Regions from separate parts of the Mus musculus genome. Here all the other regions are linked to region 2. Evidence: chromatin contacts called from public HiChIP or PLAC-seq data. All regions are on one chromosome and are shown on one strand. The core of a region is the stretch at or near the end of the contact, and the rest is flanking DNA. Distances in the headings are between cores, read along the strand shown.

Region 1 (2,700 bases), core at 72-2,571, 350 kb before region 2:
GTAGACCAGGCTGGCCTTGAACTCAGAAATCCGCCTGCCTCTGCCTCCTGAGTGCTGGGATTAAAGGCGTGCGCCACCACGCCTGGCCCGGAGCATTTTCTAACTTCCATTCTGCCCATCAGAGCTTCCTCTGTAAAGTGTGATGAAAAATGACCCCATTCTTTAACACACACCCTCACACAGGGAGTGAATGGGTAAGCTATAATGTTGTGGCTAGGCTGATAAGCAGCAAACTGCAAAGTCAAGTTGACAGCCTTTGTCCACAGCTTTATTCATCTACCTCCCCCCCCTCCGAAATAGATGCATGTAAATGAACTGCCACAAGTAAAATGGAGCCTAAAACTCAATACCTGCCAAGCTTTGATAATTACTTCGCCTAAATACAAACCGCACCTACACAAAATATTCTCAATTTCTAGTTCAAAGTAGGTGGATCACTAAATACGAATATCATAAACTTCCTACCACCTAAGTACAAACCTATAAGCTTTTATGTATTTATTCTCCTTTGAAAATAATTTTTCTGTTTCTGCCCAAAAAAGTAGTACTTCATACAACTGATCTCAGTGAGTAGCTTGTTTGCGTCCTCACACCGCTGTCACCACTGGTCCAAATTCTTACAAACTTAGTTTGATCTCCATTTTAACTGTAACTAAAGATTACTTAACCCCAGTTCTCAACTTCAAAATTAAAATGGACAGCAAAAATACCAAGTGCACCCTTTAAATGTCATCTAATGGGCTCCATCGGCACTGTCAGACACAACATCATACAAGCTTCTCATTTTTCACTGTATGCCACCTCATTTACTTTTTCTCTCTTCCTTGTATTCCATCTCCTGACTAAGTTGTAAACTTCACTGTCCTACCTACCTCATCTTTCCCAATTGAATCTGTAAAGATGCTTTGAAATGCTAACTGAATTGTGGCCCGTGTATGCATGTTCTTCAATACCTGCTCCAGGCAAACAAGCATTCTTTAAATTCCTACCTAGCACACTGAATCACAGGCTTTTTTTTCTTTCTCCAAAAGGTGGTGCTTCCCCTTTATCAGGCCCCACTCTTCAGATTTCAGTGTGATGTTCAGGAAAAAGCTAAAGCTCTCTATAACTGAGTGTGGGGTCTTTCCTCCCACTAAGTGTAGGGTCTAACTGGGTAAACGCAGCACTAGCTAAAAAAGTCTGACAACATAATTACTAAAGCCCAAGTCAGAAACAGAATACAGTGGCACACATTTTAAATCTCAGCACTCATACTGAGATTTGGAGTCCAGATAGATTCCCCAACTGATCACAGCCTGCTAGGCTGGGGTGCGCCAGTACAGCAGAAACAAGGGGCTGTATCTCAAAGTGGGAAGCAAGAGGTAACCCTGTATGCTGTACTCTGATCTGACAGGCAAGTACCTGCATGACAACACAGACACATAAACAGGGCTAACTGGTAACTTACTTAGGCTAGCCTCCAACTAGATTCACTCCTTCCACTTCCAAGTGCTGACAATTACAGGCACATAGTAGCACAGCCAACTGACTTTATGGACTTTTGAAACTATTTATCTTTCATCCTGCATACCTGATCAGAATCAATGTGCATACACAAATTCCTAAGCACCGCTAATGAACGATAAAGTTGAAAAGGCCCACAAAGTAGCTATTTCGTAATCATGGTTAGGAAACCCAAGCAGGAAGACTAGGAAAATCGGCTTAAATCCCTTGTTTAGCAGAAATGGCTTTGCCTGGGTTGGAGCTGTAATCCACTTGGTAGAGTGCTTGACTATCATGCAGGAGGCCTTGGTTTCAGTCCCTAGCACTGCAGAAAATGACAACGGCACCATGACTGTTATGAAGCACTTAAACACGGTAGAAGGATCCCAAATTCAATGCCATCCTCAGCTATAGCCTAAGTCTGAGGCAATCCTGGCTGTGGCAGATTCCCTTTTTAGTCTGATGTATTCTTTTAAGATATTCCCACTAACTTTACACAGTTCCATGAAGGCTATAGATACAGAGCCTCAAATTATTCCAATGAATGCAACTTTAAAATGCATAAAGATAGCTGAAGAGATGGCTCAACGGTTAAGAGCACTGACTGCATTTCCTGAGGTCTGGAGTTCAATCTATTCCCAGCAACCACATGGTTGCTCACAACCACCTTTAAAGGGATCCAATGTCCTCTTCTGGTATGCCAGAAGGCAGGCAGCTACAGTGTACTCATATGCATAAAGTAAATAAATAATTTATTTTTAAAACTGCATAAACAGTAACAACAAACCTAACAATGCTACACAAACACTGGAGGTAACATGCATTATTTTAACCTAAATTACTTAGCACTGTTACTGAGAAATTAGTAGAAATTGTTTACAACTTCAACTATTATATATCCGTATTTCTTTCTTTTTTTAGTACTCTAATATACCCCAAAATGGCCTGAATCTCATCAGATGGGGATAAATCTGAACTCCTGATCCCAGTGCTAGGATGTGCCCTACTGCAGCAGGTCTATTACGGTGCTGTGTATCAAACCCAGACTTCCAGCATTGTATGCAAATACTCCACACAACTGAGTTATATCTCCAGCCCCAATGGATCAAATATTTGAAGAACTAATCTGATATTTAAAAGTATGTCCTATAATGTTCCCAGGTTAACTGGTAACTATAGCTATGATCCAAATACGTTTTTAATTCTAAAGGACTAGTG
Region 2 (2,700 bases), core at 24-2,523:
AGGGAGGGGCAGAAGTAGGGGCTCACACCTTTCATCCCAGCAATCAGGAGGCAGAGGCAAGAGGATTCCCATGAGTTTGAGGCCAGGCTGGTCTAGATAGCCAGTTCAGGGTCAGCCAGGGATACACGGTGGTACCCTGTCTCAAAAACAAATACACACACACACATACATACATAAATGGGAAGACCAAATGGAGAACTTTGTGGTCCAGCCATTATGAGAATGTTCATCCATCATTAGCAGAGCAGTGGTGGCGCACACCTTTAATTCCAGGACTTGGGAAGCAAAGGCAGGCAGATCTGAGGCCAGCCTGGTCTACAAAGCAAGTTCCAGGACAGCTAGGGCCATACAGAAAAACCAAGTCTCGCCGGGCGTGGTGGCGAAGGCCTTTAATCCCAGCACTTGGGAGGCAGAGGCAGGTGGATTTCTGAGTTCGAGGCCAGCCTGGTCTACAAAGTGAGTTCCAGGACAGCCACGGCTACACAGAGAAACCCTGTCTCGAAAAACCAAAAAAAAAAAACAAAAACAAAAACAAAAACAAAAAAAAAAAAACCAAGTCTCAAAAAGCAAAACAAACAAAACAAAAACACCCCATCAACTCAAAAAAAGTTTAAAAACATTGTTCAAACTCTCCTCTAAGTTTTTTATTTAGTAATGTGAGACTATAATAAATCAAGCAAAGGGCTGGAGAGATGACTCAGAGGTTAAGAGCACTGTCTGTTCTTCCAAAGGTCCTGAGTTCAATTCCCAGCAACCACATGGTGGCTAGTAACCATATCTAGTGCCCTCTTCTGGCCTGCAGACATACATGCAGGCAGAATGCTGTATACATAACAAATAAATCTAAATAAATAAATCAAGCAAAGAAACTATAAAATTTCACCTCAAATCCACAAAGCAATATTCTATCTTGAACAAATGAAAAAGCAAGACTTTCCAGAGACTCTGAATAGATGGCCTCTTCATCTTACTAAAAGGCTGACAGACACAGAAACCCACCTCATCATCCTCATCTGAGAGCTCGTGCCCTTCGTCACTCAGGCTGTAATCTTCCGAGTCCAGAGACTCAACTTCAAATTCCACGCTAAACTGATCAGAAACTGAATCCTGATCCAGGCAATCACCAGAATGCTCACTTACGCCATCGTCAAGATCCTATGGAGGAAGAATGCAGCGAATGTAAATGCATTGCCTCTGGGCCTCATTTAGAGCTCCCGGGTTCATCCCGAGCCACTATTTCCTTCTCAGCCCCAGACCACATAGACTGGGTTCAAGGTTACTACCTTACTCAAAAGTCCTACCTCATGAAGGAAAAGTCAGAGCCCCTTAGCCCCGAGGTTACACTCAGAATGACTGCATTAACATTTTCAAATGTCCAGCTAAACACACCCTCCACCCTATTCAATACCCATGCTCCAGCCACATCTTGTTTCCTAAATCAATCCACACACTAACTTTTTCTCAGTAAGATAATCTGAGTTTCTAAGCCCCACTCATCTTTCTTTGGTTAAGGTTCCCACAATACCATAAAAAGATCTTCCACAATGACCTTTCCTACGTGTGTGATTATATGCACACCTACTATTATCTGAAGCACCACTGTGAGTTTATCCTATTAAACACAGGAAGACGAAGGCCTCCCTGACTCACAGGCTAGTGTGACGGAGTGCTAGTGACGACACACAAACACCAAGCTGGCATCTGGGTTTTCCGATGCAGCCTTAGTTGGCCTGGGGCCTCATGTGACACTATATTGGCTATTACCTCATGTGACACTATATTGGCTATTACCTCATGTGACACTATATTGGCTATTACCTCATGTGACACTATATTGGCTATTACCTCATGTGACACTATATTGGCTATTACCTCATGTGACACTATATTGGCTATTACCTCATGTGACACTATATTGGCTATTACCTCATGTGACACTATATTGGCTATTACCTCATGTGACACTATATTGGCTATTACCTCATGTGACACTATATTGGCTATTACCTCATGTGACACTATATTGGCTATTACCTCATGTGACACTATATTGGCTATTACCTCATGTGACACTATATTGGCTATTACCTCATGTGACACTATATTGGCTATTACCTCAGAGAGCTCTGCTGTCCCTGCTTCCTGAGTGCTGAGATTAAAAGATTCAACTTCAGGCCAGGCATGTGGTGTATGCCTTTAATCCTAGCATTCATTCAGGAGGCAGAGACTGGAAGATCTCTGTAGGTTCAAAACCAGCCTGGTCTATACAGTGAGTTCCAGGACAGCCAAGAGTCAGAACTAAATAAGAGACCCTGTCTCACAAAAATGCAAACAAGAGATTCAACTTCAAATCATACACTAAGTTCATCCGCAAATCAACTTACTTACAACTGATAAAAATACACTGCTCTAGAATTCAGGACACAGGCATTCTCAATTTGCTACCAAGATGCTGCTTAACTGCAGACACATCATTTCTCTTCCAGAAAATACAGTCAGCTTGACATAAAAGTAGTCTTTTTTTTTTAAGATTAATTTATTATTATATCTAAGTATACTGTTGCTGTCTTCAGACACACCAGAAGAGGGCACCAGATCCCATTATAGATGGTTGTGAGCCACCATGTGGTTGCTGGGAGTTGAACTCAGGACCTCTGGAAGAGCAGTCAGGGCTCTTAACCGCTGAGCTTTCAAGTTCTA
Region 3 (2,700 bases), core at 97-2,596, 300 kb before region 2:
CATCCAAATATCCAGAAATATTAAACTGATATCCAGATCTTAAACTGGACTGTAGAATTACAGTGGTTAGATAAAAGCCTGAATTCCTCAGGAATTCATGAAACTTGTTCCTATCTGCCAAAAGGAGTCATTCCTGTTACCTCTGGAGGAAGGGACAAATGGCTCTCTGTGACACCACTCAGCATTTCAAGGCTAATGCTGGCCTCTAGGCTCCCTCGCCAGCACAAGCCTCTTAAGGTGACTCTTTCACATAGTCATATTATTGTACCACCTGGAAGAGTCTAAAGGAAAGAGAGAGAGAGAGAGAGAGAGAGAGAGAGAGAGAGAGAGACTGGGAATGGAGAAATGGCTCAGTGGTTAAGATTCAATTTCCAACAACCACATAGTGGCTCACAACCACCTGTAATGGGATCCAATGCCCTCTTCTGGTGTGTCTGAAGAGAAAAACAGTGTACTTATATACATAAAATAAATAAATCTAAAAAAACAAAAGGAACATGGCAAGGGTTAGGAAAGCAGGAGAGAATAGTGGAGATAGCAAGATAACAAGAAAAGGAGACTACAATGTGTGTGTGTGCGTGTGCGTGTGCGTGTGCGTGTGCGTGTGCGTGTGCGTGTGCGTGTGTGTGTGTGTGTGTGTGTGTGTGTGTGCATGCGCGCGCGCCCGCGTGCGCATGTGTGAACTGTTGTTGGGAATCTCAGGTAGGAGCGGTTGCCATGATTATTAACCCAGCTGCTGGGCTGACTCCCGCAGCTCCCGTGTTTGCTGTGAGAATTTCTTCCCCGAGAAGGTATAGACAATATTTACCCTTCTTCACCAACAAGCCAAAGTACAATTCACTGATGCTCAGCCTGATGTTAATGGGTTTACATACAGACCATGAGGGAGGGCTTAATGGCAGAAGTGTGAGGGACCCTAAAGTAGAGGCATTGGAAAGTCCTGACCGGATCCCCATAGCTCTTTGGGCCCCTTTAAATCAACCTCCGGAACTTACGTACGGCGGTACAGTGGTCCTCACGTTCCCCAACGCTGCCCCTCTTTAATACAGTTCCTCACATGGTGGTGACCCCACCTGTAAAATTATTTTCACCGCTACTTCATAACTGTAATTTTTCTACTGTTATGAATCATGATGTGAATATCTGATAGGCAGGATCTCTGATATTCGATCCCCACTGAAGGGTGCAGCCCCCAAAGCAGTCAGGGCCCAAAGGTTGAGAAGCACGGTGGCACCTCCTGAGACCCTAAGGCAGAAGAATCACATTCAAATAGAATAGGAGTGGCTGGAGTCCCGGGTGAGAGTCCATTGGGCCATCCCCTCCCCCTTGCCTGAGGGGATGCAAATAGTCCGTGGGTCACTGCTGGTAAGGCTCTAACAAGCAGGCACAGCTGATCTGAGGGAGTGCTCAGAGGAACACTCTGTCCACAGCAGGGACATAGTGTGAGCTGCAGATGCTCAGCTCATCCGCGGCACTAGGACTGGGTGGAGGAGAAACAATGTTTAAGATACCGGGAACACCCGGGCAGTGGTGGCGCATGCCTGTAATCCCAGCACTTGGGAGGCAGAGGCAGGCAGAATTCTGAGTTCGAGGTCAGCCTGGTCTACAGAGTGAGTTCCAGGACAGCCAGGGCTATACAGGGAAACCCTGTCTCGAAGGGGGGGGGGGGTAGAGGGAGCAGTTATAAATACTATTCTGTAGAAAACTCGTTTAATTGTTGTATGTGACAGACGCGGTAATAAACTGGCCACAATGGCTGTTCCACGATGGGGGGTAGGCATTGTCTACAAGAGAGAGAAAATATCCAGCTGAGAAGAGATGGGGGATAAGCGATCTGGGATCGGCCAGGGCGATCTGGGAGAGAAGGAAGGACAGCTGGAGAGGGAGGAGGAGAAGGGGATGGGGGAGGGAGGAGGGAGGAGGGACTTGGTGCACTTTGGGTAAATTAATAGGACGCAATCTGGTGGTTTCAATGAAAATGGCCCCCAGAGGTGTGTCACTATTAGGAGGTGTGGCCTTGATGGAACAGGTGTAGCCTTGTTGGAGGAAGTGTGTCAGTGGTGTGGGCTTTAAGGTCTCAGAAGTTAAGACAAGCCTACTGTGTCTCTCTCTTCCTGCTGCCTAGACATCCAGATGTAGAACTCTTAGCTTCCTCTCCAGCACCAGGTCAGCTCATGCTTCTCACCATGACGATAACGGACTAAGCCTCTGAACTGAAAGCCAGCCCCAAATAATGTTTTTGCCTTTATAAGAGTTGCCACGATCATGGTATCTCTTCACAGCAATGAAATACTAAAACAAAACCATATTGTATATTTTCTCCCTCAACATATATAATTACTAAAACCACATAGAAATGATAAAAAAAAAAGGGGGGGGGGGCTGGAGAGATGGCTCAGTGGTTAAGAGCACCAACTATTCTTCCAGAAGTCCTGAGTTCCATTCCCAGCAACCACATGGTGGCTCACAACCATCTGTAATGGGGTCTGATGCCCTCTTCTGGTGTGTCTGAAGACAGCTACAGTGTATTTATATATAATAAATAAATAAGTCTTTGGGAAAAAATAAATGATAAAAGAATTTGTTCACTTTACTATTCTGTAAGTATTTTACTGTAATGTTAGCTTGGTCTGGACCACTATGTCAATAAGATTCCATTATGACTCAGGGAGATCTGGTGTGCAAAGATGTGGGTTACAC

Evidence for each region. HiChIP or PLAC-seq counts read pairs in DNA pulled down with a chosen protein or histone mark.
Region 1: an H3K27ac HiChIP or PLAC-seq map of embryonic stem cells shows a contact between it and region 2, with 4 times the contacts expected there. The contact joins two enhancer-like sites. A contact is called at or near these places in 9 of 39 promoter capture datasets (the 3T3-L1 cell line, 3T3-L1-derived adipocytes, the C10 cell line and 5 more), 2 of 15 datasets of contacts at CTCF or cohesin (large pre-B cells and pro-B cells), 84 of 484 Hi-C or Micro-C datasets (the 63-12 cell line, B cells, the C10 cell line and 60 more), 11 of 115 datasets of contacts at active chromatin or transcription factors (astrocytes, cardiomyocytes, effector CD8 T cells and 6 more) and 3 of 9 other capture datasets (adipose tissue, embryonic stem cells and liver).
Region 3: a contact with region 2 is called in an H3K27ac HiChIP or PLAC-seq map of embryonic stem cells, with 5 read pairs. The contact joins two enhancer-like sites. A contact is called at or near these places in 1 of 15 datasets of contacts at CTCF or cohesin (the NIH/3T3 cell line), 7 of 115 datasets of contacts at active chromatin or transcription factors (embryonic forebrain, embryonic midbrain, embryonic stem cells and 3 more) and 1 of 9 other capture datasets (liver).

The regions. Positions count from the first base shown.
Region 1 is chr10:117,341,635-117,344,334 of GRCm38.p6, forward strand. No RefSeq gene overlaps it. Among named protein-coding and RNA genes, the nearest start is that of Cpsf6, 34 kb to the right of the region's middle. Within about 2 kb of position 1,322, at least 24 of the 459 cell types and tissues checked have an H3K27ac peak or open chromatin away from gene starts, as enhancers often do. A contact at or near this core is called in embryonic stem cells and trophoblast stem cells, where this site is marked.
Region 2 is chr10:117,691,583-117,694,282 of GRCm38.p6, forward strand. Mdm2 (transformed mouse 3T3 cell double minute 2) reads right to left here. Exons shown (of 12, transcript NM_010786.4): 10 at 1,000-1,155. Among named protein-coding and RNA genes, the nearest start is that of Mdm2, 18 kb to the right of the region's middle. Within about 2 kb of position 1,274, at least 4 of the 459 cell types and tissues checked have an H3K27ac peak or open chromatin away from gene starts, as enhancers often do. A contact at or near this core is called in embryonic stem cells and trophoblast stem cells, where this site is marked.
Region 3 is chr10:117,389,300-117,391,999 of GRCm38.p6, forward strand. No RefSeq gene overlaps it. Among named protein-coding and RNA genes, the nearest start is that of Cpsf6, 14 kb to the left of the region's middle. Within about 2 kb of position 1,347, at least 17 of the 459 cell types and tissues checked have an H3K27ac peak or open chromatin away from gene starts, as enhancers often do. A contact at or near this core is called in embryonic stem cells, where this site is marked.